7 separate regions of the Mus musculus genome follow, and all the other regions are linked to region 7. The links are chromatin contacts, called in public HiChIP or PLAC-seq and promoter capture Hi-C maps. All regions are on one chromosome and are shown on one strand. Each heading gives the region's core, a stretch centred on a gene start, on an enhancer-like site or on the middle of the called end of the contact. The rest is flanking DNA. Distances are from core to core; before and after follow the strand shown.

Evidence for each region. Promoter capture Hi-C pulls out the DNA fragments that hold promoters and counts their contacts. HiChIP or PLAC-seq counts read pairs in DNA pulled down with a chosen protein or histone mark. Capture Hi-C pulls out chosen DNA fragments and counts their contacts.
Region 1: a promoter capture Hi-C map of pre-B cells shows a contact between it and region 7. The contact joins the promoter of Vkorc1l1 here to the promoter of Sfswap in region 7. A contact is called at or near these places in 2 of 39 promoter capture datasets (hematopoietic stem and progenitor cells and pre-B cells), 2 of 484 Hi-C or Micro-C datasets (both in CD4 T cells) and 3 of 115 datasets of contacts at active chromatin or transcription factors (effector CD8 T cells, embryonic stem cells and memory CD8 T cells).
Region 2: an H3K4me3 HiChIP or PLAC-seq map of embryonic stem cells shows a contact between it and region 7, with 14 read pairs. The contact joins the enhancer-like site here to the promoter of Sfswap in region 7. A contact is called at or near these places in 4 of 39 promoter capture datasets (cranial neural crest, embryonic stem cells, maxillary cranial neural crest and 1 more), 7 of 115 datasets of contacts at active chromatin or transcription factors (embryonic basal ganglia, embryonic forebrain, embryonic stem cells and 1 more) and 1 of 9 other capture datasets (adipose tissue).
Region 3: an H3K27ac HiChIP or PLAC-seq map of embryonic stem cells shows a contact between it and region 7, with 5 times the contacts expected there. The contact joins the enhancer-like site here to the promoter of Sfswap in region 7. A contact is called at or near these places in 19 of 115 datasets of contacts at active chromatin or transcription factors (acute myeloid leukemia, embryonic basal ganglia, embryonic brain and 8 more) and 2 of 9 other capture datasets (adipose tissue and embryonic stem cells).
Region 4: a promoter capture Hi-C map of adipose tissue shows a contact between it and region 7. The contact joins the promoter of Chchd2 here to the promoter of Sfswap in region 7. A contact is called at or near these places in 5 of 39 promoter capture datasets (hematopoietic stem and progenitor cells, hippocampal neurons, liver and 2 more), 3 of 484 Hi-C or Micro-C datasets (CD4 T cells, CD8 T cells and liver) and 2 of 9 other capture datasets (adipose tissue and liver).
Region 5: a contact with region 7 is called in a promoter capture Hi-C map of liver, with 2.7 times the contacts expected there. The contact joins the promoter of Nupr1l here to the promoter of Sfswap in region 7. A contact is called at or near these places in 7 of 39 promoter capture datasets (hematopoietic stem and progenitor cells, hippocampal neurons, liver and 3 more), 2 of 484 Hi-C or Micro-C datasets (CD4 T cells and CD8 T cells), 2 of 115 datasets of contacts at active chromatin or transcription factors (embryonic stem cells and memory CD8 T cells) and 2 of 9 other capture datasets (adipose tissue and liver).
Region 6: a promoter capture Hi-C map of liver shows a contact between it and region 7, with 3 times the contacts expected there. The contact joins the promoter of Stx2 here to the promoter of Sfswap in region 7. A contact is called at or near these places in 11 of 39 promoter capture datasets (the C10 cell line, cranial neural crest, erythroid cells and 8 more), 8 of 484 Hi-C or Micro-C datasets (CD4 T cells, CD8 T cells, the G1E-ER4 cell line and 5 more), 7 of 115 datasets of contacts at active chromatin or transcription factors (the SCID.adh cell line, bone marrow-derived dendritic cells, bone marrow-derived macrophages and 3 more) and 3 of 9 other capture datasets (adipose tissue, liver and macrophages).

What each region holds. Positions count from the first base shown.
Region 1 is chr5:129,940,568-129,944,188 of GRCm38.p6, reverse strand. It overlaps Vkorc1l1 (vitamin K epoxide reductase complex, subunit 1-like 1), which reads right to left and starts at 2,080. Exons shown (of 3, transcript NM_027121.4): 1 at 1,824-2,080. The coding sequence starts at 2,017.
Region 2 is chr5:129,122,465-129,125,994 of GRCm38.p6, reverse strand. Adgrd1 (adhesion G protein-coupled receptor D1) reads right to left here. Exons shown (of 25, transcript NM_001347486.1): 5 at 3,405-3,530. Among named protein-coding and RNA genes, the nearest start is that of Gm46923, 7.6 kb to the right of the region's middle. Within about 2 kb of position 1,679, at least 23 of the 459 cell types and tissues checked have an H3K27ac peak or open chromatin away from gene starts, as enhancers often do. A contact at or near this core is called in adipose tissue, where this site is marked.
Region 3 is chr5:129,153,908-129,157,646 of GRCm38.p6, reverse strand. The region is part of intron 13 of Adgrd1 (adhesion G protein-coupled receptor D1); the gene reads right to left. Among named protein-coding and RNA genes, the nearest start is that of Gm46923, 39 kb to the right of the region's middle. Within about 2 kb of position 1,911, at least 35 of the 459 cell types and tissues checked have an H3K27ac peak or open chromatin away from gene starts, as enhancers often do. A contact at or near this core is called in embryonic basal ganglia, embryonic forebrain and embryonic stem cells, where this site is marked.
Region 4 is chr5:129,885,191-129,888,885 of GRCm38.p6, reverse strand. Chchd2 (coiled-coil-helix-coiled-coil-helix domain containing 2) reads left to right here and starts at 1,416. Exons shown (of 4, transcript NM_024166.6): 1 at 1,416-1,688. The coding sequence starts at 1,639.
Region 5 is chr5:129,906,309-129,910,009 of GRCm38.p6, reverse strand. Nupr1l (nuclear protein transcriptional regulator 1 like) reads right to left here and starts at 1,470. Exons shown (of 3, transcript NM_026916.3): 1 at 1,089-1,470. The coding sequence starts at 1,418. The coding sequence ends at 1,110. It also overlaps a transcript of Zbed5 not described here.
Region 6 is chr5:129,006,516-129,010,017 of GRCm38.p6, reverse strand. Stx2 (syntaxin 2) reads left to right here and starts at 1,446. Exons shown (of 11, transcript NM_007941.3): 1 at 1,446-1,624. The coding sequence starts at 1,595.
Region 7 is chr5:129,499,425-129,503,296 of GRCm38.p6, reverse strand. It overlaps Sfswap (splicing factor SWAP), which reads right to left and starts at 2,066. Exons shown (of 18, transcript NM_172276.3): 1 at 1,701-2,066. The coding sequence starts at 1,918. Gm40332 (a long non-coding RNA gene) reads left to right here and starts at 2,071. Exons shown (of 3, transcript XR_868547.2): 1 at 2,071-2,195; 2 at 2,743-2,777; 3 at 2,949-3,047.

The DNA of each region.
Region 1 (3,621 bases), core at 831-3,330, 440 kb before region 7:
TCAAGGCCAGCCTGGTCTACAGAGTGAGTTCCAGGACAGCCAGGGCTATACAGAGAAACCCTGTCTCAAAAAGAAAAAAAAAAAAAAATCCTTTCCAAAGGTGCAAAGAACATTTAAAAATGTGAATGTGTGCATAAAATATACTTGGTGGGCTCAGTGAGAGGACTCAGCTGGTAAAGATGCTTGCCAGCAAGCCTGATGACCTGAGTTCAATCCCTAGGACCCATCTGGTGGGAAACTGACTCCCACATGTTGTCCAATGACCTCCATAAGTGTGTGTGCTACCCCACTCCCAACATAAATATGTGCAATAGAAGCACGATACACTTAGTGGTTCTCAAGGTGTCTAGTCTAAAAGAAAGTCTAGGAGGCCTCAACCTGGATGCAAATAAAACTCCTGAGGGCTCTTCATCACAGATACATTCTGCACTATAAACTCAATGCATTTAAAAAAAAAAAACAAAACTGCTTAATGAGGCCATAATGACAACCATTTTTCTACTAAAAAGTTACAGGAATTCCACTTATAAGCACGAGCTAGCCTAGCCTAGCTGGTCTATGAAAAGGGCTAAGTGGGAAAGATCAACAGCCTTAAGTTTGCAGATAAGAAACTCCAACCCTAGCTTCTTCAAATACTCCTCCACCAATATGGAGGGCAAAATAAACTAGTGAGCTATATACATTTGTGTCTCCCTAGCATTTATCAAAAGGAGGGAATGTAGTGAAATGTTAAGCACTGTTAACAAACATCAAAATATTAGGGGTAGGACTCTCTATTAAAATGTCAAACTATCTATTCTGCAATAATTCTTTTCACTTTTGCTGGTTTTGATGACTGCTATCAGTTTTTTAAAAAGCCTTTTTTAAAAGTGTAAAATACTTTTTTCTAAGAAAAAAAGCTAGCACACTACATAAAATGTTAACAGGAAAAAAAATCGATGGTATTTTCAAGAAACAAAAAATTGTTTAAATAAACCTGCTTAGCAAAGTTTCGTAAATCTAATCTCTTGCGGATTATTCCGCTAATACTAATCAGCAACATGTAAAAGTCATTCTAAGTCACCCACGGTGGTGCATGCTTGTATTTCCCTACTCAAAAGACTGAGGCAGGGGAATAGCTGTAGAGGTTATAGTCCGATGAGTTTCAGGCCAGTGTGGGTCACAACTCAGATCCTTTCATAAAATAACAGTCATCGTAGTACCTAAAATATCACTATACACAAGGTACTCATCGTTTACTCTAAACTTAAAGTAGACCCGAACTCTGGCCATTTTCCCCCTGCTGGGCACACTTCGTGAAATACACAAGGGAGAAAAATCCAAGAAATCAGATAGGGTTAAGTGCTGGTACCTTCCTCTTCCAGAGTAGGGTCAAATGCGTGTCTACCCGCAAATGTCACTGTCGCCTCCAGAAGGCTGCCAATTCTCCTTAACTCTGAGTACAAAGAGGCCTGAGCACCGAAAACACCTGTCCCGAACAACCCAGAGGATAGTGATAAAAGCCACCGGACATATAGCCCCGGGGTAGCAGAGGTCCCAAGACCCCGGGGATGAATGCTGGCTTCGCCGATCTCTGCATCGGGGGTCTTCACACGCCTCTCTCGGCGACAACAGGGAGAAAAGTCACACCGGCCAGGACGCGCCCGCGCCCTCCCGGCTGCACTGTGCCACCTCATCCCGGAGGCCTGCCCTCAGCCGCCGCCCCCCGGTCACCGCCGTCCGGGTCGCGGCCCGGGCCCCGCTCTCTCAGGCCGGAGCTCCCCGCGCGCTCCCCGCCCCCCGCCGCCGCCCGCGTCGCGCTCCCCTCACTCAAGCCGGGCTACCTGGAGGCCAGGGCGGCGGAGCACTTCACCCAGGGCCCCAGGTCGCAGAGGGCCCGGTGCTCCGGGTCCCTCTCCTTCTCCCGCTCCACGTGGTAGGCGTAGATGGAGAGCAGGATCCCGGCGGCGCACACTGCATACCGGGCCACCCGTTCCCAACGCGGCACCGACACTCTCAGCAGGACGGGCGCCGCCATCTTCCCCCCTCCGCCGCCGCCGCCGCCTCCCTCCGCCTCCACCTCAGACGCCGCCGCCCGTCGGGGCCCGACCCAGCCGCCGCCGCTGCCGCCACCGCCTCCGCCGCCGCCGCCGCCGCCGCCACCACCGCCGCGCCCCATTGGCTCGGTCGCCTCCTCCGGGCCCCGCCCCCACAGGCGCGCGGCCCAACCGCCCCGAGAGGAGTGAGGCGGACTGGGCGGGGAAGGCGCGCGCGGACACAGAGGGAGGGGCGGAGCGCGCAACCGCCAGGGAGGCGGTGCGGCGCATGCGGAGGGCGGGGTCTGAAAGAGGGAAGGGCTTGAGGAGGGGCGGAGCTTGACCAGAATTGGGGCGGAGCGAGAAAGCCGCTCATAAGTGTGGAGGGAGGAGGCGGAGCGCGCAACAGCGGGGAGGTGGTGCGGCGCATGCGGAGGGCGTGGCTGACGGTGGGCGTGGTTTGATTTTAAAGGGGCGGGTGGGAAAACCGCGCGCGGGCGGGGAAGAGGCGGAGGTTGTAAGCAGCCAGGGTTGCGTGGCGCAAGTGAAGGGTGGTGCTGAGAAATGGGGTTCGTTACACTGGAGGGCGCGGTCAGAAGGGAGGCGGAACAAGGTGGGGCGGGAGCGAAGGGAAGGGGCGGAGCGCAAAAACTCTGGTGTGCTGGATGGGGCAGGGGCGTGACCAGGAAGGATGAGGGGTGTGGCCTAGGAAAGGGGTGAGGCGAGAGGTGGTTTGGCTTAATCTTAGGGTCTGTTACAAGGGATCGATTTCAAAGATACTACTACAATGCTTGACTGGGCAAGCCCTTGGCTCCTGGTAGCAATCAGTTGCCTTTCTGCACACACACACATTTCCGTCGTTATCACTTGATATTTCTTATCCAATCCAAATTGTCCCTGACCAATGGCTCCAGAGCTCCAGAGACACGTTTGTGTGACATGATCTTCCCCAGGCACCACCTCCAGGCGTCTTGTGTTCAACATGTGAGAAACTTTTTTCTTAAATGCGCAAAACTATTTTTACATTTAAAAAAACCTATTTTTAAATGGGTTCATGAATACTTCTCTATAATTTGGATTTGATGTGGCTTTAACATAATCCATACTAAAAGGATAAAAATGAACTTTAAAAAAAAAGCTCAAAAACTTGGAAAAAGGGAAATCAGAAGAAAACGAAACGTGAGGAGGTCATAGAGGCTTGCAAAATTGTTAAAATTGAGCCATAACTGATTCTGAGCTTCCTTGCTGTCAAAACTGGACAGGAAAACCCATGTAAGGATATCTGTGTCTACAAAGAAACAAGCTGTTGATGGAGATTGCTAGCTTTTGCTTCAATGCAGCTCTTAGGCTTTGGGGGCATCACCTAGTGATTTTGATTAATAAGTAATGTTCTTCAATTAATTATACAATGTTGGATAACAAATCACCCCAATTTTTTGCAGCTTTAAGCAAGCTAATAAACTGGGTGTCTGTTTGTTTTGTTTGGGGTTTTTTTTTTTTCATTTTCTCTGCGTCAGGAATCTTCCGGCTCAGTCTCTCCACCTTTCCCTCTCTCTTTCTCTTCCTCTCTACCTTGGATCAAATTAAGATGTGAGGCATGGCTGTA
Region 2 (3,530 bases), core at 430-2,929, 380 kb after region 7:
CAGACTCCTCCCCCCCAATAGACAAAATGTATAACATCAGAAATGGACCCTGATATCCACTCCCCAAACAAGCACACATTAGGGTGGCACATCTCTGAAGCATAGTGCAGGGATGGCTGCTACAGGGGTGAGGTTGGCCATGCATCAGTGTGGCCCATTACATAGTGCAGGGGTGGGTGCTGCAGGGGTGAGGTTGGCCATGCATCAGTGTGGCCCATTACATAGTCCAGGGGTGGGTGCTGCAGGGGTGAGGTTGGCCATGCATCAGTGTGGCCCATTACATAGTGCAGGGGTGGGTGCTGCAGGGGTGAGGTTGGTCATGCATCAGTGTGGTTCAATACTCAATCACAGTGCAGGGCTGGGATGCTGCTGCGGGGAGGTTGGTCATGCGCAGAGGTGGGAGGCCCCTGGCAGCCCTCTGTTCCTTGGACTCAACTTCACTATGGGTTTTTTTTTTTTAACATTTATTTATTTATTACATGTAAGTACACTGTAGCTGTCTTCAGACACTCCAGAAGAGGACGTCAGATTTCATTATGGATGGTTGTGAGCCACCATGTGGTTGCTGGGATTTGAACTCGGGACCTTTGGAAGAGCAGTCGGTGCTCTTAACCACTGAGCCATCTCGCCAGCCCCCACTATGGGTTTTTAATGCTTTAAAACAAGGAGGCTGCCCAGGGCAACAGCACAGTCATGCCAGACTAGCGTCCATGCACCTGGTCTGCAGAGCCAATGAAGAGGCAGCGTGGGAACCTAGTTTTACTGAGGGCAGGCCACCGTGCTGACTAGGCTGCATAGGAAGGTGGGTGCTCCGCCTAGGCGGCAGCTCCCCTTCCCCCTCCTGCCACTAAAAGATGACGCTGGGGCTGCCATTCTCTTTTGTTTCCAATGGGAACTTGGAAGATCTGACTTTTGACATAAAATCGCAACTCACTCAGAAGGTCATTGAAAATCTAAAAACTCACAGGGCAGGAGCCACCAAACTATCCAAAGGCCTGGCTTGACATAGCATATATGACGTTAACCAACATGGGGTGGCACAATGACTAATAGCCAGCCTCCTGGCTCCATCAGAAACTTCCTTAGGAAGACTCTGAGTCCCCCTTCTCATCAATAGGAAGACTGGCCTCCAAAGGACCTCCTCTATTTTATAAGCCTTGGTGTAAGACATCCTCCTGGGGTTGGCAAAGATGACACGGGGCAGCCCCCCTCTGAAGGACACACAGTGCCCCTGCCCATGGGTCACTGTGGACTGCCAGTGATTACGTCAGAGCTTCCTGCTGGGGATTGTGTAATTTTAGTAATTTTGATGCTCTGAAGAACACTTGGATCCTAAGCAGGGCCAAAGCGTTATTGTGCTTGACTTTGAAAGTGAGAATAACAAAGCCCTTCAGTGAACAAATGAGGAGCAGATGAGGAGAGGATGTTTACAAGTCTCTCTCTGCATCCCTGGCTTGGAAAACAGCACGTGTTCGTTTCAAAGAACCTGCTAGATGCCTGGTGCTTGCCACGGGCCCAAGGCCCATGGGGGTGGGGGTAGGGGGATGAGCTGTTACCTAGGAAACCTTGACCTCAAGCGGTCCTCACTGAGAGCCATCGCTGAAATTCAGATGGAGCCTCCATAAGTACGAAGGCAAAAGTGTTTCCAGCCTTGGGAGTGGGAGAGAATCCAGAAATTTGATATCTTCCCTAGCTGCATTTCCCCACCTTGCAGAGGAGGAGCTATGAGCTCAGCTGAAGCACCCACAGAGCAAACCCAAGTCTCCCAGGATTCTGCAGCTCATTGTTGAAGACTCCTTTGATCCATCAGGCGTCTGTCTCCCAGCAAAATAGTAACTGTTACCCTTCTTGTGTTACAAATGAAGAAATGGAACAAAAGTGGTTGAATATGATACCGATACAGGGTCTATAAAGCTCCAAAGTACAGAGTTAGCACCTGGCCTGACGTCTTAACAGGCTGTGCCACCTCCTTCAAATGGGCCATAAAAGGACCCGAGCTACTTCAAAGACATTGTTCTCAACCTTAATCAATGCTGCAACCCTTTAATACCCCCTCCATAAAATCATTTTCATTGTTACTTCATAACTGTAATTTTGCTACTGTTATTGTTGGCATCAAGAACTGGCTTTACAGTCAGGATCTGCCTTTACGGTCTCGAGTCATCTCTGAATGCAGCGATGACCGTGATGTCACCCATTTGCGTCAGGGACCTGCTCATCTGTTGTCATGGCAACAGAGTCCCAGAGTCCACCTGGTTCATCTCCCACCTCTACCTGCAAGTGACTACATCACAGTCTAAATAAAAGGCATCTTGGCCTTCACTCTTTTCCCCCTTCATCTCTGTCGCCCTCCTTTTGCCCCTTCCCCCCACAATAAACCTCTCTCACTTGGAACTGTACTGGCCTGGCATGGTCTTTCCAGAAGCAAGCTGCGTTTCTTTTTTTTTTTTTCAAAGATTTATTTATTTATTATATGTAAGTACACTGTAGCTGTCTTCAGACACACCAGAGGAGGGCATCTGACCTCATTATAGGTGGTTGTGAGCCACCATATGTTTGCTGGAATTTGAACTCAGAATCTCTGGAAGAGAAGTCAGTGCTCTTAACCGCTAAGCCATCTCACCCGCCTGCAAGCCACGTTTCTAACACAACAGTTATGGATTGTAATGTAGATATCTGGTATGTGACCCCAGTGGGGATGTGTGTGTCTCGACCCATAAGTTGAGAACCCCTGTCCTAGAGTCTTAGTATGAAGGATCCTGGCCTATGCCCTGGCTAGTTTCTGTCCAGGTCCTCTCTGCATGCCACATGAAACCCCTCTGTGGACCTGGTCACCTTCTTCCTCTGATACCTTGCACTTTCCCCAGTGCCCCCTTGGTTCAGATGTCCAGTGTCCAGCTCAGCTAATAGCATACCACAGAGCTTCTCCACTTACTCTGAAACTCAGTCACTTCCCATTGGATCTAAAGGTGAATTCTTAACCAAGATGGCACAATGCCCCAGCCTCTCCTCCTGCCTTACTGCCTGCCTGCTCCCTGATTGGCAGGCTGTCTTCCCCAGAACTTTCCGCACTGTGCTGAGAGCAGCTTCAAGGCCATATCACCCTAAAGGTGCGGAGACAGGGAGATTTAACCACATTTTATCTTCTGCACACAGCTTCTACCTTGATTCCAGACAATAACTGGGCACCAGTTCATGTCACCTTCATTACGCAGAAAACCAGCCTCACATAGGCACTGGGGTAGCAGCAATCACACAGCAAGCTCATAGTCAGGGCTTTGACCTTGGCATGAATGAGGTCACCTTGTGACAAGTATTGTCCTGGCACCTTCTCAAGCTGTGGTCAAGAAGGAGCCCTGTGCCACACTAAATGCGACAGAAGGTCCAGTTGGTGCTAAACTCACCGGGAGGGTTGAAGGTGGCCTTCCACGTCATGGAATTATCACGTGTGTACAGCTCCACAGAGCCCTTTCCACCACTAGAGCAGACTTTGAACCCGTCAGAGACGACCTGTCCCCCGTATGCGTACG
Region 3 (3,739 bases), core at 662-3,161, 350 kb after region 7:
ACACAAAAACAACATACACACACACACACAGCATACACACACACACACACACACCCTCCAAGCTTGCCCACCCTGGTGCAACTGCCTGGGAGGCCTGACCCTTCTGACCCTCCTTCAGAACTCATCCTCATGGAAGCCCCAAGCTCCCCAGGGGTGCCATCCACTGTTGTATTTCCCTCCCTTTTTTTTTTCTACACACTCTTGTGTCCCCTAGATCCCACTCTCCTTTCCCAAGGTTTCAAAGCCCCAGAGCAGGCCCCACTCTCACAGCCACCCTGTTCTATAGTGGGTTGGCCTGATGCTGCTTGGATTCAAATGATAATTTGGGGCCCCAAAAAACTGGTTGCCCCAGAGGCAAGAGAGTCCCCATGTAGATGCAGGCAAAGTGGCCCTGTCCCCAGTTAATTGTGATTGATAAACAAAGATGCAGACAGCCAAAAGCTGGGCAGAAGAGACTAAGGTCTCACCTCTGTTTCAATTAGGGGGTGCAAATGATAAGGGGTTCACATGTACTGGGTAACCCTGGGCACTACACCTGCCTCATTTGCTCCAGAAAGCAAATATTCAATTTCAGTCCCTAGCCTTGCCCTCTATGCAGGATAGACCAATGTCACCAGAGGCCTTGTTCCTCTCAGGAGGAGAGGTGGCCCTGGGCTGTCAGATAAGAGTAGGCACCCAACAATGTGACAGACGAGGCTGGGAGGCTGGAGGAATCCCAATATCAGCACCTGTGGGTGATACCCAGCACTGTGGGTGGTTTTTCCGTTGTGACAGTGAAGCCAGGTCATCTACCTGGAACCACTGGCAAAGACTAGGTGGCATATCTCTGCATCTGCCTGAGTTCTAAAAGCTAGGACAGAAACCAGAGTGTGCGGCACGGCAGAGTGATGGAATCTCCATCACTCGGCTTCAGGATGACTTGTGGCTCTGGTGACCCCAGTGCCTGCTGCAGGAAGGAGTCTGGGAAAAAGAGAAAGCACCTAAGCAGAGACACACTCCACTGACACCAAGTAATCTTAAAAAACTCCAATGCATGTGGGGCTGGGGAGATGGCTCAGCAGGTAAAGTTGCTTGCTGCTCAGCCTGACAATTTGAGTTCCATCCCTGGGACCCACTTGGTGGAAACAAAGAAACAACTCCCGAAAGTTGTTTCTTTGTTTCTGCACTCCACAGGTGAGCCAGGACACAGAAATCCCCCCCCCCCCCATAGATAAATAAAACGAGGATCCATTTTGCAAAGAAGCCAGATAAACAAAGAACACACCAGATCCTTGACAGCACTCGGCTCCCCTCTGCAGTGATTTCTGTGTGAATAAATCTCCCAGAGACCAGTTTGCTTTTGTAGAGACGGTGAAAATAATTAGCCAAGGAAACAGATCTCGGGTACATTGTAATTCCCGCCACGTAACCCTCTGTGTGCATTAGACATCTGTAAAGCTAGACCCAGACCTAGGGAAGTGGGCGGATTTTTCTCCTTTTGTTTTGACCCCCATTAGCATCGTTACAATATAGCTTCTCTGGGACTTAACAATAGCGCTGTCTTAGCTTCTGTCTCTTGCAGTTTCTCTATTGTCCAGTCTTAGAACAAGTAAGTGAGCCTCCTCTGCAGGACTGGTGACTTGCCCCTGAGCCATCATCTAGGCACAGCAAGGAGACTTTGGCTTGGTGGGGAAGCCGTGGGGGCTTCAGCCTAGGAGGAGTGTGGAGAAACAGGGCACAGCTGGAGCTCTACCACAGAGACTCCGGCTGCTGCGTTCCAGCTCAGTGCGGTGAGTCTCCCAGGCCCAATGAACTCTAAGCCTTGGGCCTGATACCTGCCCCCGCCCAAAACTGACTAGGTATCAGGAATAGGGTGTTTCCCCTGCAGTGGCAGCTCCTACTGTGTGCTGCATGCCACACCTACACACAGGAACGAATGTACAGATCCGGCCTCAAAGAAACATCAATGACTCAAGGAGGACATAGGTGTCCTGAGGGAGGGACTTGGAGGGCAAGCCTCACCAGCTCCTTCGGGAGTGATGAGAGTTTCAGGAACCTGGAGAGCAGAAGGAACCTCAGGTGTCAAAGCACCTAGGCGAGAAAGGTGGGGTGGGGGTGGGGACCGGATGGGAGCCATCCATGCTGTGTGTGGGCCCTGGGAAGGCTTGTCCTCACCCCACCAGGGTATTAGGGAAGCTGGGGAGGGTTCACAGCAGATAGAGAGGCAACTGAATCTACCTCTTGCAGAACCTTGGTCTAGCCTGGGAGGGAGGATCACAAGACTATTGTAGCTTCTCAAGGTCAAAGAGGAGGCTCCGGAACAAACAGGCAAAGAACACCTCCGTGCTTAGTCTGGGTGGGGGCCGGAAGTGGAAACATAGGGGTCCAGGAACAGTTTAGTGTTGTCAAGGCCAGATAGTGAAGCAAGAGGCTCAGGTAAAAAAAAAAAATCACTGTTCTCGGAGCTCAGGTGGCATGTCTGGGCTCACCCTGACCCGTTGTGTGCCCATGTGACTCAGGGTCAGAGAGCTGTGTGCAAAGTCTTCTTTCATTCATTTATTCAGTCGGCATACTGGTAGAGCCCTAGAGGTTGTATTCTTCCTCTTTTGTCCTTCTCCCCTCCAGGACCCCATCCTTACCTGGCTCTTTTTTTTTTTTTTAAAGATTTATTTATTGGTTATATGTAAGTACACTGTAGCTGTCTTCATACACTCCAGAAGAGGGAGTCAGATCTTGTTACGGATGGTTGTGAGCCACCATGTGGTTGCTGGGATTTGAACTCCTGACCTTCGGAAGAGCAGTCGGGTGCTCTTACCCACTGAGCCATCTCACCAGCCCCTCTTTTTTTTTTTAAACCAGAGAAGACAGATAGGGAATAAAGGTAGCAGGGATGATAGGGTGTGGCTGTGCTGTATGGCTGGCTCTTGGAGGATGATTGGGCTGTGGGACAGAATCTGGGATGGTGGTAACCATGCAGGTGCCTGTAGGAGAACATCCCATTGGTGGAGGAAGAATGTAAGCCTAGGTCCTGACTCGGGTGGGGAAGAGCCAGGAGGAGGTTGTGGTGGCTTGAGGCTGGGAGTGTAGAGGACACAGGGAAAGGTTTTAAGCAGATGGGTGACTATTTTAAAGCACTTTGAAGATTTATTAATTTCTTATTTTTTTATATGCGTGAACGGTTTAGCTTGCAGTGTCTACAGAGGCCAGAAGACAGCGACAGAGCCCCCTGGAACTGAATGACTGGTACATGCCGTGCAGATACTGGGAACTGAACCCTGGTCCTCTGCAAGAGCAACCCATGTTCTCAGTCACTGAGCTGTCTCTCTAGCCACATTTTGAATAGTCCTCTGGGCACTAAGTTACAAGAAGGGGCAAGACTGAAAGAGGGGGCAGCTAGGAGGCTGTGGCTATCTTATCCCGGTGATAGTAAGGCCAAGGTCAGACTGGAAGATGGGAGCATGGGACTCAGATGCAGATGAAGTTGAGCCTTTCTCTCTTATGCAGCAGAGAATTGGCAGAGGGTAAGGTTGTCCCACTTGGGAGGCATAGCAAGCCACATACACCGATGCCCAGGCACACCCTGGGTTGGTCTTCCTACCTCACACAGCAGCCTTGGAAATGGGCCCAGGAAAGTTGCTATTGAATGGCTCTGGCTGGACTCTCCCTGTTCACAGTCCCAGAGACCACTGTGTTTCCCTGTGTCCCCCACTCCTCCGAGGTTCATCTCTGTTATTACCTGTCAACTCTAGCAGAAGTGTGT
Region 4 (3,695 bases), core at 167-2,666, 390 kb before region 7:
TTCCATTGTCCTTGTCACAGATAGTTCCCCAGGGGTAACAGAGCTGAAAATGGTTTTCACGGACTGTCACCAGTGATCGCTTTCCCACTGCCACAGAACAACTATGATAAGATCTCCTTTCATACACAGTGCCTGACAAGGTGGCAGAGGAAAACTCTTCCCCCATTCCCCTGGGCATTTGGTGGGGAGGAGAGTCCCCTGTTTCTCCATCAGATGGCCTACTGCTACTCTGTAGGACTATATGACCTCATGGGCAATGTGTAGGAATGGTCTTCATCCACATTACGAGGACAAGAGTGTTTTCCAGGAAGCATCATGGATTGACACTGCAGATATCTCTGCCAATCAATGGGCTCAGGTCACCAACATCCTCTGTGGTGAGAGCTTATGGGACCACAAGCCTCTGTGGCCACAGTTGAGGAGACTTCTAGATTCAATGATTCTCAACTTTCCTAATGCTGCAACCCTTTTATACAGTTCTGGATACTGGAATGTGGGCATCTCTGCATTTGAGCAGTCTTACGTGGAAAAGAGCAGTAACTCAGTCCCTAAATCACAGTCTGAAACCCACAGGTTGAGGACAACAGCTTTAGAGGCCTGTTCTTTGATATGCAGATGATCTTACTGGCTAGTATTAAGTCAGGATGGTCTTCTTTTATTATGGAAATAGCGCTTAATTGAAGACGAGCCTTGGTAAATATGAGCAGAAAATTTCTCTGCAACAGAAACTTGAATTATGTACAGAATTTTCTTTCTCATAGTTTCTTTTTTTTTTAAGATTTATTTATTTATTATATGTAAGTACACTGTAGTTGTCTTCAGACACACCAGAAGAGGGTGTCAAATCTCGTTATGGGTGGTTGTGAGCCACTTTGTGGTTGCTGGGATTTGAACTCCGGATCTTTTGAAGAGCAGTCAGTGCTCTTCTCCGCTGAGCCATCTCATCAGCCCCTTTTTCATAGTTTCTAATAAGCTCGGCTAGTTCACTATCTTCCAGACATGTTGGGAGCAGAGCTCCTTTAGCGAAATTCTGCTTATGTAATTTAATATTTCCAAACACGTTTATTAGTAAATTCTTTATAACAGAAAAACAGAGTTTTTCCTGCGTGACCAGTACTAGGAGGCTGAGACGTGAGAACAGCGAGATCCAAGGCAACATCCGTTACCGGAGGCATTGTCCCAAAACAAAACAGAGAAGGGTTAAGTAAACAGCCCAAGAGCAGACCCCAGTAAGCCCCTAATCCAGTTTACTTGAGAGGCTAAGGCAGGAGACAGTGAAAATCAAGGTCAGTCAGGTTGTGGAGTAGGCCAGCCGGCCATCGGAAGCAAAAACCTAACCTCCACCATTGAATCGGAGGACAAAATTTGAGAGTGCAACCCCAGGAACTTCCGGTTAGCCTTAGCTCCTCCTCGCCAACTTCGTAACTTCCGGGCCTAGGACGCTGAGTCCAGGCTCTGCCCATTACTGATATCTCCTTTGTCCAATAACCTTTAGCGCCCGAGCTTTTCCTGATTTCTTATTGGTTGCCCGGTGAGGTACCGCCTCCACCCTTCCTCTCTCCTTGGTAGAAATTGCTGGACGCTTCTGTACGTTTCGCAGTTTGTCTTCGCTGATCGGTGAGACTTCGAGCAGTTAGGATGCCGCGTGGAAGCCGAAGCCGCACTTCCCGGGTGACTCCTCCGGCCAGGTGAGACCCTCGGGGCCGGGAACCGAGCGCGGGCCGCCAGGGCAAGGTTCTGTAGCCTGAGGGCTGCGAAGGCGACCGGTGAAGAGACGGAGCGAGCGGTCGGGAAGGGATCCGCTGGTGGGGCGGACTTCCTGAGAACAGGGACATGGTCGGTGCACTCGGGGAGAGGACTCTGAAACGTGACCTTTTCCCTAGACAGGCTGGGGGAAGGGCTGTCGAGGGCGTAGTATACAAGGAGGCGAGGAAAGAAAGATGCGTGGTAAACTCTTGGCCAGGGGTGGGGGTGGGGTGGTTTTTGTATTTTCTTTGTTCTACTCACTGCGTTTTTGAGTCTCAGGTTAGCCTTGAACTTTATGGCCTCGCTTGGCCTTCCTTGATTTTCCTGACTCCGCTTCCTTAGGGCTGGGATTGCCGGCTTTAAAGATTTTCTTTTCTTTTATTTATTTATTTTTTTAAGGAAAAAGAAACAAAGAAAATTGCGGGCTGTGTGTAGAGGGCCGAAAATTTAAAGCTATGTCTTTCCATCACTTGGGTCCAAGATGTCTACCATTTTGTGGTAAACGATCTATTGAGCTACCTTGCCGGCCGACCTAAAAAACAAATAGGAAATTGTTGACACCCCTCCCCCCAGTCCAGATTCTGAGGTCCCTCCTTGGGGTAATAAAATCGTAGAAAACTAAAATTGTGCTCATACTGGGAGTGAACCTCGGGAGTGCATGTTGTAGCGCATGCGTCATCTGTCATCAAGATAGTCCCTTGTGCCTCCTTCTCCCGGAAGGCAAGCGGGGGTTGCAACCAGTTCAAGGCTAGCAAGGCTACCCATAGAGAGATTCCTGTCCAGAACCCCCCCAAAAATATGAGTCAAAGTTGCAGCTCAGGCAGGTCACTTTCCCTAGATTTTTCTTTTTGGATTGGCGTGGTGGTTTGTTGTTTCCTTGAAAGGGGTTTTCACTATGGCCCTGGCTGGCCTTGAACTCCAAAGAGGCTGCCCGCCTCTGCCTCCCAAGGACTGGGATTAAAGGTATGGGCTACCAGACCTTGCCCACGGCACCCTAACCCGGCCCCCACTTTTTTTTTTTTTTTTAAGATTTTTTTTTTCTTAGTTTATTTTATGGGCTGGCGAGATGGCTCAGCAGGTAAGAGCACTGACTGTTCTTTGGAAGGTCCTGAGTTCAAGTCCTGGCAATCACATGGTGGCTCACAACCATCTGTAATGAGGTCAGATGCCCTCTTCTGGGGTGTCTGAAGACAGCTACAGTGTACTTATGTATAAAATAAATCTTTAAAAATTTTTATTTTATGTATATGAGGAGTACACAGGTGGTTGTGAGCCACCATGTGGTTGCTGGGAATTGAACTCAGGACCTTTAGAAGAGCAGTCTGTGCTCTTAACTCCTGAGCCATCTCTCCAGCCCAAACCTTTCTTGATTTATTTATTTATTTTTGAGGCAGGATTTTTCTGTGCAGCTCTGGCTGTCCTGGAACTCACTCTGTAGACCAGGCTGGCCTCGAACTCAGAAATCCGCCTGCCTCTGCCTCCCAAGTGCTGGTTAAGTTCAGCCCTTTCTAACTGGGTAAAATGAAGGCATTGGACTGCATTCCTAATATCACCTCATGACTTTTAGATTTTGTTGACTTGTGACTGTCTTTCTCCATTGTCAACACTGGTTCTAAATCCTTCTTCTAAATGGCCTTGTTCACTAACTGAATAGCCGGGATGGCCAGTGTATTTATGCCTCTGTGTGTGCTGGAGAACCTCGGTACCTGTGTGAAGGTCCAAGGGCACCTTATTGGGGTTGGTTGTTTCTTTCCACCTTCTGGGTTCCAGGAGTCAACCAACCTCAAGGTGTCAAGCATCCTTCTCCAGTGAGTCTTTGACCAGCCGCCTGTCCTCCTTCCAGCTCTAAATCTTAATTCAGATGTTCACTAGGTTAGTCCTTGACTGTCCTCAATTTTTTTTTACATGGCAACACCTGTCTGATATTTCTGAAACTGATAGACCAATAA
Region 5 (3,701 bases), core at 221-2,720, 410 kb before region 7:
GTTCAAAGAGGCATAGAGGTGGGCACTATCATGCCCAGTTTCTGTCTGCTGGCTTGCTGGGTTTTGGTTCTGTCAACTCGACATAAACTAGAGTCATCTGGAAAGATACCTCTATTGTAAGACTGGTCAGAGACAAGTCAGTGCGGGGATTTTTCTCAACGCTCAGCTCACTGTGGGCGGTATCACCCGGGGCTGATAGTCCTGGGAGGTACAAGAAAGGTAACTGAACATGAACCTCTGGGAACTGTGCTTCCGGTTCCTGCCTCTGGGTTCCTGCCCTGACTTCAGGAAGGGCTGTAAGCTTTAAGGTGAAACAACCCCTTTCCTGCCCAAGTTGCAAGCAAAAGTTCACGGTGTTTATTACAGCAATTGGAAGCAAACAAGGAGGAGGGGCAGTTTTGTTTTGGGACAGTGCCTCAAAGAGTGTTCCTGGTTGGCCTCCAATTCCAGCGGTCTCCTGAGCACAGAGGCTGGAGATGGATTACAGGTGTGAGCCACCCTGCCAAGATGGATTTCCTCGGACATTTCCCTATATTTCCAATGTAGACTTTTCTCACACAATTGCAAACTTCCAAACGGTGGAGACTTTCACCAGCAGCCGGGAAACCCCTGGGTCGGGGATCGGGAGCCAGCACAGTTATGATTAACGCTGGGAAGTCTCAGAAGCAGATGACAGGTGAATATGGTGGCCAGACCTGTCATCTCAGGACTAGAGAAGCTGAGGCTTGCTACACACCATGGAATCCTGGGCTACGGGCATCATCAATAAAACAAAACCACACAGCAGGGAATCATGGCCCATGCTTGAAACTTTAGCATTTTAAGGTAAACGCTGGAGGGGTGATGAGTTCGAGGTCAGTTTAGGAGACAGTGTCAGAAATGAGAAGAAAAGGAAAGGAAAAGAGAAGAGAGTAAAAAAAGAATTGGACATTGTGGCTCATGTCTTAGCATCCCAGCCCATCCATGGAAGCTGGATGCAGGACAATCTGGAGTCCAAGGTAATCCTCTGCTACACACTGAGTTCGAGGCCGACCTGAGATATACATTCTACTCCCTACCCAACACCAATGGGCTCCGCCTGCCCATACCCGCTCAAGCGTGGCGTGTGCTCAGGCCAGGCGTGTGCGCGGCCGCGGTTGCAGCTGGCGCTGGCGCCGCTTGCGCTGCCCGTTGAGCAGTATCTGCGCCACCTTGCGCTCGTGGCCGCCGGGCACCGGGTAGTTGGTGCGTAGCTGCTGCTCGCGCCGCGTCCGGCCCTTGCTGCGTCCAGCCCCAGAGGCCGGGAAGTCACGCAGGTAGTAGTAATCCAGGCAGTCGTACACCTCCTCTTCGAAGCCGACGGTGGGCAGCGCCTCCGGCGGCGGCGGGCGGGCTCGAGTCCTTGGGCCGGAGACAGAAGGACGAGTTGGAGGGTCCATCGCCGATGCGCTCCGCCCGCCGCCGCCGCTGGTCACTCCGCCGGAATGCCCCACCCAGTGCTCCTATTGGCTCCGCTGTAGGGAGCGCTCTGTGACCTCACAGGGGGCGTGGCTTCCATGCTTCTTTGTTCCAGATGCGGAATTGTGTTTCTTCGCGGGGTCCGAATTGTAAATAAGTATAATAAACCTGGTTTCGCTGGTTAAAACCTGAAGGGACGGAATTGGGGAATGTGACTCAGTAGAGTGCTAGCATGCACAAAGGCCTGGGTTCCATCCCCATCACTGTATAAGTCAGGTGTGGTTGTGCACACACCTATAATCCTAACACTGCGATAAAAGACGAGGAGCTCTGGCCAAATGAATTTGCTAGCCTAGTTTGGGTTCATTTGTGCAAAAAGAAAACTGGCTTGCTGAATTGCTTTAACTTTGTTCTTGTGACAAGAAAATTCTCTTCACGACATTACTATTTCATTGTTATAACCAAATGTTTGGCAATAATCTGTTTAGGGAAGGTTATTTTTTTGGCTCATCGTTTGAGAATACAATCAGCTAAGACACGGTGGGCAGGATCTTGAGGCTACTTATTCAATCTGCATTCGTCCATTAGGAAGCAAAGAAAGGGGAATTCTAGCATCTTGCTTGTGTTTTTTTTTTTTTTTTTTTTTTGGTACCCCCCCCCCTCCATTTTTATTCAAGTTCCCAGCCTACTGATGATGCAGCTACATTCAAGGTGGGTTGTCTCTCTCCAATCTATAATCTCTGGAAATTCCCTCAACAAATCTACACAAAGGCATGCTTCATAAGTTAAGAAGACAGACTTACTAAACATCACAAGTAGCATGTTAGAGCCAAGGGGCTGGAGAGGGTTTAGTGGTTATGATCTTGCAGAGGATCTGGGTTCTACTCCCAACACTCACATGGTAGCTCAAAACTGTCTACATCTCCAGTCCCAGGGGACCTGAAGCCCTTTTCTGGCTTCCTGGGGCATACATACAAGCAGGCAAAACACTCATTCACACAAATAAATGCATGTAAATGTAAAAGTAATGTGTGTGCACATGGATGTTGTGAGACCCTGGCTTAAAGCATTTCTCCCTGAAAGGTAAACCCCTAAAACATTTCCCCAAGCTTGTTTTCCCTGATCTTTAAAAATACAGCTAGAAAGAAGCTCTTTGTTCTCTATAGCCAGCAAAAGGCTTTTTTGTTTCTATACTGTACAACCAGAGATGCCGGCCTTCCTGTGCCGAGGACACAGAGATAAAAATTCAGAAAGAACTCACTCCCCACTCCTGTCTTGTCACCAAGGACACCCGGAAGAGAAGAACTCCTCCCAACTCCTCCCAATTCCTCAGCTAGCTGTTAAAAGCCCCCTACTGTCACCTCTGGGGTCGAACTCCCCTGCCCTGCGAGGCTCCAGGGGTTCGTCCTCAGCTAGCTGATAATAAAACCTCTTGCAGCTTGCATCAGGTGTGGTTTTCTCTCGGGATGGTGGGGTGTTGGCCAGTTCATCCCAGGACTTGAATGGAGGCCCAGCATCCGGGGCCTTACAATGTCAGAGGATAGTTTTTGGAAATCTATTCTCTCCTCCCACCCAGTGGGTCCTGTGGGTTGAACTCAAAACCTCAAGCTTGGTAACACCCACCTTTATCTGATGAACTATCTGAATGGCCCCCACATGATTGTTTTAAAGAAAGACAATCATTAATAGATCTCATCCTTAAAGCAACACGGATATCGGACTTAACAAAGTATCTTGAGGATTAATCCCAGGGTCTCAAACGTACTAAGCACTACCACTTTGCTAATCCTCAGGCCAACAAAGTTTATCAATTTATCAGTGTACAACAGTAATTTTAGCATTTAGGAAGAAGCAAAGGCAGGCAGGACTCTGTGAATTCAAGGCCAGCTTTGTTTACATAGTAAGCGCCAGGCCAGCAAGGACTACATAAATGAGCCTACCTCTCAAAACAAATAAACATAATGATGTTAGTTAGACTCAGTGGGGTCGTGGTGGTGGTGGTAGTAGTGCTAGTATAAGCCTGTAGTGCTAGCTCTCAAGTGGTTGACACAGAAGGGTTACCTCAAGTTCCAGGCTAGTCTGGACTGCAAGGTGAAATCTTGTTTCCAAAAAAAAAAAAAGGACAATCCTTCACACATATACTCAAACCCCAAGAATGCTGACTGACAAAACTAAAGTAAAACATGGACAGAGAGTTAAAGATGGAGCATACTTATAATCCCAGCACTCGGGAGGGAAAGGCAAGTGGATGTCTGTGAGTTCAA
Region 6 (3,502 bases), core at 197-2,696, 490 kb after region 7:
GCCACCGGCCGGTGAGATGGCTCGGCAGTTAGAAGTATTTCCCACCAAGCCTGGCCTGAGTTCTGTCTCAGGAACCTACATAGTTGAAAAGAACCAAATCCTGAAAGTTGTTCTCTCATCTCTACATGTGTGCTACCCATAAGTAAATGTGTGTGTGTGTGTGTGTGCGTGTGTGTGTGTGAGAGAGAGAGAGAGAGAGAGAGAGAGAGAGAGAGAGGAAGTTGGATAGGGTAACTTTCCCTCACAGTTGGAGCCTGTCATGGTAGGAGAGTTATGTCAGCGGGTTGAGGTATCTGGTCACATGGCATCCACAGTCAGGAAGCAGAAAGTGATGGATGCTGGCACTCAGCTCACTGCCTCCTCTTTTTGAATCAGGACCCCAGAACGTGGGATGGTGCTGCCCACAGTTAAGAAGAGTTTCCCCTTGTCAATTTCCCTAATCTAGACAATCCCTCCTAAAGGAGCCCAGAGGCTTCTCTCTTTGGTGACAATCAAATTTTACCATCACTGGGGTATTGGCTCTCTAGGAGGGGCACACCTCTGGTCTTCCCCACTCTCTACCCTATGCACACCTCTGTGCTGGTGTTAGGTGTTAATCGGTCTCCTTTCCTGGGTTGTTATTTGACTGTGAAATGTCTTTGCAGACTCCTGTGTTGGAATACTTGTTTCTCAGCTGGTGGCAGGCTTTTGGGAGGTTGTGGGACTTTTAGGAAGGGTGGTCTCACTGTAGAAAGTGAGTGGCTGACAATCTACCCTCGAGGGCTCTAGCCTGGACCACACCTGTCATGTCTGCCTTGGCCTCCTGTCCCTCCAAAATGTGAAGGGTTAAGGTTAATGTCCCCTCTTCCCCCCCTCCCCCAACATTGGCGGCCATCTGCAGCCATAACTTTTCTGACACAATGAACTTTAGCCCCTGAGACCATGAGCCAATATAAATCCTTCCTCCCTTACTTAGCTTTTGATGGGTAGACTGCCACAGTGACCAGAAAAGCAACCGCTTTGCCTGATTCTCCCACCAGAACTGCATCCAGGGTGGGACCTGCAGGTTTTCTTTGAGGACCCAGGTGTGGAGCTCTCAGGGTTAGGTGATCAATCGGTGAGCCTACCTTATTCTAATTCCTTTGCTGTCAGTGTGTGCTGTAATGGTGAATTTAGAATTTTGCTTTTTCCGCTGTTGGGCTTTAAATCTAGGGCATGGTGGGCAAAGGCTAACCACTGACCTATAGCCCCAGCTCTCGAAAGTTTTAAGTAAACAAAACGAGCGAAAGTGCAGAAACCAGCAAGGATGGACAGTGTGTTAACTAGTCAAGCCACGCAGCGAGAGGACTTTAGGCCAGGCCCCGCCCCTAGATGGAACCACACCCACTTCCCCACCCCTCGCGACGACCCGCCCAGGTGCCTTGGGTCCCGCGGGAGGGGGTGGGGCAGGCGCAAGCGCAGAGAGCGCGGGCGCGGTTGCCGTGGCAGCGCCTGCCCGAGGGAGGGCGGCGGCGCGGGGCCAGGACCCCGGCAGGCAGAGGCGGCGACGCGGCCACCGGAGAGTGTGCGGCGGGGCAGCTGAGCGGCGGGTGCCCCGCCCTGCTGGCCGGTGGGGATGCGGGACCGGCTGCCCGACCTCACGGCGGTGAGCAGAAAGCCGCATAGCGGTCTGAGCCGGCGGGCGAGCTGTTGTGGGTCGGGCAAAAACCCCAGGAAGAACCTGGGGAGTTGGGGTGGAGAGACGCAAGGAGGGGAGTCCAGAAGCAAGACCTTAGGAGGAGTCTGAGTAGGGGGACGGAGGGGAGTCCAGGAGGGGAACCTGGGGAGGGAGCTCCGAGGAGGAACGCCCCTGGAGGCAACTGGGCAGCGTCTCTAGGAGGGAATCTAATAAGAGGGTTCTAGGAGCCCCGGGGCCTCCAGAGGCTTCGGTGTCTCCAGGGATGGCAGGGCGTAGTCTTCAGGAAGGATCCAGGCAGCCTCCTAGCAGGGTCCCAGGGAGCTTTCGGTTCTTCAAGAGTCACAAGATGCACAAGAGGAACCCAATCGGTGTTTCTGAGCAGAGTCTCAGGGAAAGGGCTCTGGGGTCCTTGGCGTCTTCAGGGGTGTTAGGGTGGGGCTTCAGGAGCATTCTTGGGAGGTCTCCAGGAGACCCTGGTCAGGGCTGCATGCAAGTCGATTCTTGCGACAAGGCTCCTGGTCTTCCTTGGGTTCCAAGGGTCACAGTTTGTTGGGACTCCAGGAATGGGCTGTGGGAGAGGTTCGGGGCCGGTGCTGGGAGCATCTTACAGGGCACTTCTGGGCACAGATGCTGGTAGGTGTCTGAGGTGAGTCCTCTCCGCCTGCCCTGGCACTACTCCTGTGTACCGATGTTTGGGTCGGAGTCCTCTTGGCCACCTGACAGGGTTGATTTCAGTGGGTGAGAGTGTGGCTCAGGGTTTTAGGCAAGGAGCAAGGGCTGCGCTTGGGCTGATGTTGGACTGCCTGCCTGTTTTTTTTTTTTTTTTTTTTTTTTTGCAAGGCTCTTATCACAGCCTCTCCAACTGCCTGCCCCACCCTGGATGATACCCTTTCTAACTGCTTTATTTCATGGCCTGATACAGAATGCTGTGCTGAGTCTCTCACAGACACCCCACACAAACCTGGAGCTCAGGGGCTAGGTACCTGCTTCGGTCAGCACTACCCACTGGGGGCCAGAACTGTATTTACGTTTTAACACAGGCTTTTAGTCACTAGTGAGCATTTTGAGAAGAGAAAAGCTGAGCTTTTTAACGGGGAGTGTGTATACAGTATATCTGCATTTGCAGCGGTCAGTTATTGTACCCAGTTTTGGGGTAGATGTGACATTCAGAACATATATACAGTGCAGGCCCAGTCATGGCGTTTGGCCCTACCCTTTCAGGTGTTTATCATTCTTTTGGGATGAGAACTTCAAGACCAGCCAGGCTGTGGTGGCGCACACCTTTAATCCCAGCGTTTGAGAGACAGAGGCAGGCAGATCTCTTTTGAGTTCAAGGCTAGCCTGGTTTACAGAGTGAGTTCCAAGACAACCAGGGCTACAGAGAGAGAAACCCTGTCTTAAGAAACAGAGAGACAACCTCAAGACCCTCCTCACTGGCTACTGCAGGCATCAGCCACAGCCACGCACTGCGATGCAGAACGTTGGAAGGCAGTCTTTTCCATCCAGCCGGACCCCAGAGCCACCTGTGTGCGCTGCTCACGTCCATTCTTCCCAGACCCTGTAACCAGTCTGTTCTCTGCTCCCTTGAGCACAGCAGCTTTTACATGTCTACACACGGAGCATCTGTGTTGCTGTGCTGATAGGCTTTATGACCCCCCCACTGGCCTGGGGGAGTTTGTTGGGGGGGGGAGACCCTTGGCTGGATTGAGGGGGAAACCTGGGAAGGAGAGCAGTTTGCAAACTGCCAGCGCTGGACTCTTGGCAGGTTTTGTGGACCGCCTGGAAGAGCAGCAGCAGGTGGCGCCCTGTAGTGTCACAGCTCAGGTGCTAGGAGTGGGACCCAGA
Region 7 (3,872 bases), core at 817-3,316:
ATCGTTGCAGACCAATGGGCACTTTACCAACTTAGGAATAAGGAGCACGTTCTGCTATGTTTGAACATAAGACTCAATGGAGATGCTGTCACTGTACAGCTGCCAGACAACAATTTAAATCTCAAATTTAGGTTGCACAGGTGAATTCGGAGTGACAAACCAAAGTTGGCATGATATATTAATGTTGACTTTTGTGATGGAGACCAAATTAAGGAAGGAAAACATACACCACAGGAAAAAGGCCAAAATTTCCTGGGAACCCCAACGGTTTCATTTTATTATCAAAATCTGCTTAACTTTGATGTAAACCTCCTTAACTTACAAATGTATTATTTTCAAATATTACACATATACATGTGTGGTGTTTGCTCCCCACCGGTTTTGGGAGGTCTAACTCATATCATGCACAGAATGATATGGAAACTGCATACGGAGTAGAGGTTTCAGCATTTGCCCAACTTTTGACAGTACACATCCCCACGAGTGCCTGGGAAGCAGCATCACTGGCTATCAACCGAGCGAGGTTCAAAGGCATAGCACCTTCCAGCAGAGTGGACCATCAGATCCAGAGCCGATCTGATAGGCAACACTCCCTTCACAAGTCCTTTCTTCCTAGATCTCTCCCCAAATGGAGACGTAAGGGATCGGAAAGGCCTACTGGTCATTAACCGTGTCCGTTCTGGCCAGCTCACAGGTAATCCCTACAGTCATGCAAGTTCCAAGTCTTTGCAGCATCCAGTTTTACTTGTCTCAAACGATGGGTTTACTTCACTTGGAGAAAACCACGCCACAGCTTAATGGTTGCTCACAGTTAGTCCTGGGCCCAGAAGCAATATCGCCCAACGGAAGGACAAATACCCAAACCCGGGATGGTGGAGAAAGAAAGAGAGATGGAAAAAATGAGGAGAGAGGTGGGGAGCAAAACACCCAATCATGTAATGCCATCCTTTTCAAATCAAACACCATCAGAAATTCACGTTCCCACCCCTTTACCCTCAACTCCAGGCACCCTTCAGTGGGTGTGATTTGAAAAGAACCAACACAAAGGTATAAACCCAGCTCCACCCTTCGGCTTTAGAAAACAGTGAAACCAGCTCTAAGAACGCTACCCCCTAAGAGCAAGGTCCGCACGGGTCGACCGGCTTCCAACAAGACAGCAACTTCACCCACTACCGCGGTTGGGCAAATGGTCGCAATAACCGCGGGGAAGGGCTCGCCCGGACGCCAAAAGTCAAGCCGGCCAGAGACGGTTCAGGCTACCTCACGGGGTTGGGGGGTCCAAAAGAAGCTTCTACCCACGGGCCTCGGCGTGCGGCGCTTCGGAGGAACAAAAGCGCACTCCCGGACTCCCTCCCCGCACAGCCAGCGGAGGGACAGCGGCACCCGCCCCACGGCGCGGGCGGGCGGGCCCCGGACAGCTTCCACCCGCGCTGAGTCGCCAGCGGCAGCCCGGGCTCGAGGGGTTGTGGGAGCAGAGTCGATCCCTCCGGCGACGGGGAGGCGCCAGCTCTGGCCGGAGCCTTAGGGCCGGTTTCACCGTCCCCTCCCCCCGGACGCCGGGGAACGTGGGGGGCAGGGAGGCCCCCCGAGTCCCCGGGCTCCGCAAAACCCCCTTTTTCGGTCCCGGCCATCAAGTCAACATCAGGCGAAATCAAGCGGGCGAGGGAGGGGAGGGTCGACGGGTGGGGGGAGGAACCGACCTGTCGATGAGGATCTTGGGGTCCCCCATCCAGGGGATGAGGTGCTGTCCCTGTTCCTGGGCCAAAGCCCGCTCGTCGTCGCGGAACAACTTGCAGGCATAGCCGAAAACCAGAAGCTCCACCCGGTTGCCCCCAGTGCCGGTGCCGCCCGGCCCGGCCTCCTCCTTCACTCCGCCTTTCCTCTCCGGCTTGGCACGGCCCCCGCCGGCACCGTACATGACAGCGTCCCCGACGTCCGGGACGGTCTGCTGCTGGGCCGAACAACGTCCCCGATGCCTCGCCTGGCCTACCCACTCAGTCACAGGCGCCGCATCCTCTTCGCAACTTCAACACAGCCGCCATAGCGAGCCACAAAATGGAGGAGACGCAACTTCCGGTAGGAAACCCGCTCTTTCCGGAGGTGAGAGTGGTAGATTCGCCACGTCCGCAAGCTGTTTGAGCCGCTAAAAAATTAAGTAGATGTTAGTTTTCGTTGTCCAACTTGATCTTGCGATGGTAAGTTGTGTTTATGGAAAGAAATTTATTTCTGCCATTTTTTGGAGGCCTCCTAGGATGTGACGAAAGCGCGGTTGGTGGCCGCGCGCCAACTTCTACTGTCGTTGGAGGGCGGCCGCCAGGTGTGGAGACAAGTGGGGATCTTGTTGGGAACGCGTCTTTGCCGTCCTAGTGAGACAGTTTGCTCCTTTCTAACAGCCCGATTTTTAGATCACTAGGAAGCCTAGCCCTGGCCGCCTGACTGAGGGCGTTTCCAGGACTTGTGAGCCCTAAATATTCGGAGTGGCGGGCTTTCAGTGGCTACGGGCTTCAGTGGCGGAGAAAGACTCCAGCTAGGAGACAGCGCTACGGGTTGTTTCCTTCTGGGGAGCAGATTCTTTCCCTTTCCCTTTTTAAAATACAGGATGTCACTGTGATCCAAATTAGACTCGAACTCTGACTGTCCTAGCTCAGTTAAGATGCTAGTATTATCGACGTGAGGTCTGCAGGGCTGCAGTTTTTTCTGGTGTCTGACCCAGATGCTTGATTTTCTTTTTCCCCCTTTCAGTTCTGAACATGGACCCAGGGCCTCACCATTGCTAGGTAAAACACTATCATTGAGTTATATCATTGCTAGGTAAAACACTATCATTGAGTTATATCTGCAGCCCTTTTTGTTTTAGTTTCAAGATAGGGTCTTGCTTAGTGCCCCGGGGTGACATTTAACTTTAATTTTTTTTTTAATTTTTACTTATTTTGTGTGTATATGTGTAGGCGACTCGAGTTAGATCAAGTCCGACTGGATGGAAGGAGAGAAGAACTTCTCAGCCACGGACACCCCCCTCCCTCCCCAAATAACTTAGGTTTTTAAAAAGTGGATAGTGATTTAGAAAAACAACTGATGTTGACCTCTGGCCTCCATATGCATTTGTGTACACACGTGCACACACACATACAGACATGTACATAGTACACCAGAACGAATACTAAGTAAAATAGTTATGATGTGGAGAAGGTTGCTTTGCAGAAATGTTTGTGTCTACTTTTGAAACAGTTGGGAAAAAAAAAAAAGAAACGGTTGGAATTTTTGTCTTAACCTCAAGCCAAAATTCATTTAATGATTTTTTTTTAATGTAAAGTAACTCAGCGCACACACACACACACCAGCAGAGATGTCTCAGTTGATAAGTGCTTGCCTTACGCACATGAGCACCTGAGTTTGATTGCCAGAACCCATGCAAAAAGTACTGGGTGTGATGGCGATTGCTTATAATCCTTGTGCTCTAGAAGTAGAGACAGGTTGAGGTGTTGGGTTCCATGGCCATCTAACCTGCTTTACTTGGTGAGTTCTAGGCCAGTGAAAGGCCCTATATTACACTAGATGTACTTGAGATGGCACTTGAGAAATGACATCCAGTGTTGTTCTCTGACCCCCATACAGGCTATTTGAATTTCATCTAAGTCTTCCCTAAGAACCCAATGCCCTTTTACACTATAAGTCAGTGACTTATGATCCCCTAGGTAAAGACCTGCAGGCTGCCTTTTGGGACCACATACATCTGTGATATAGCTGGTGCATACACTGTTACTTCTTGCCCCAGGCGGCTTGCTCTCTGGTCCTTTTTTTAAATTTTTTTCGAGACAGGGTTTCTCTGTGTAGCCCTGGCTGTCCTTGAGTTTATTCTGTAGACCAGGCTG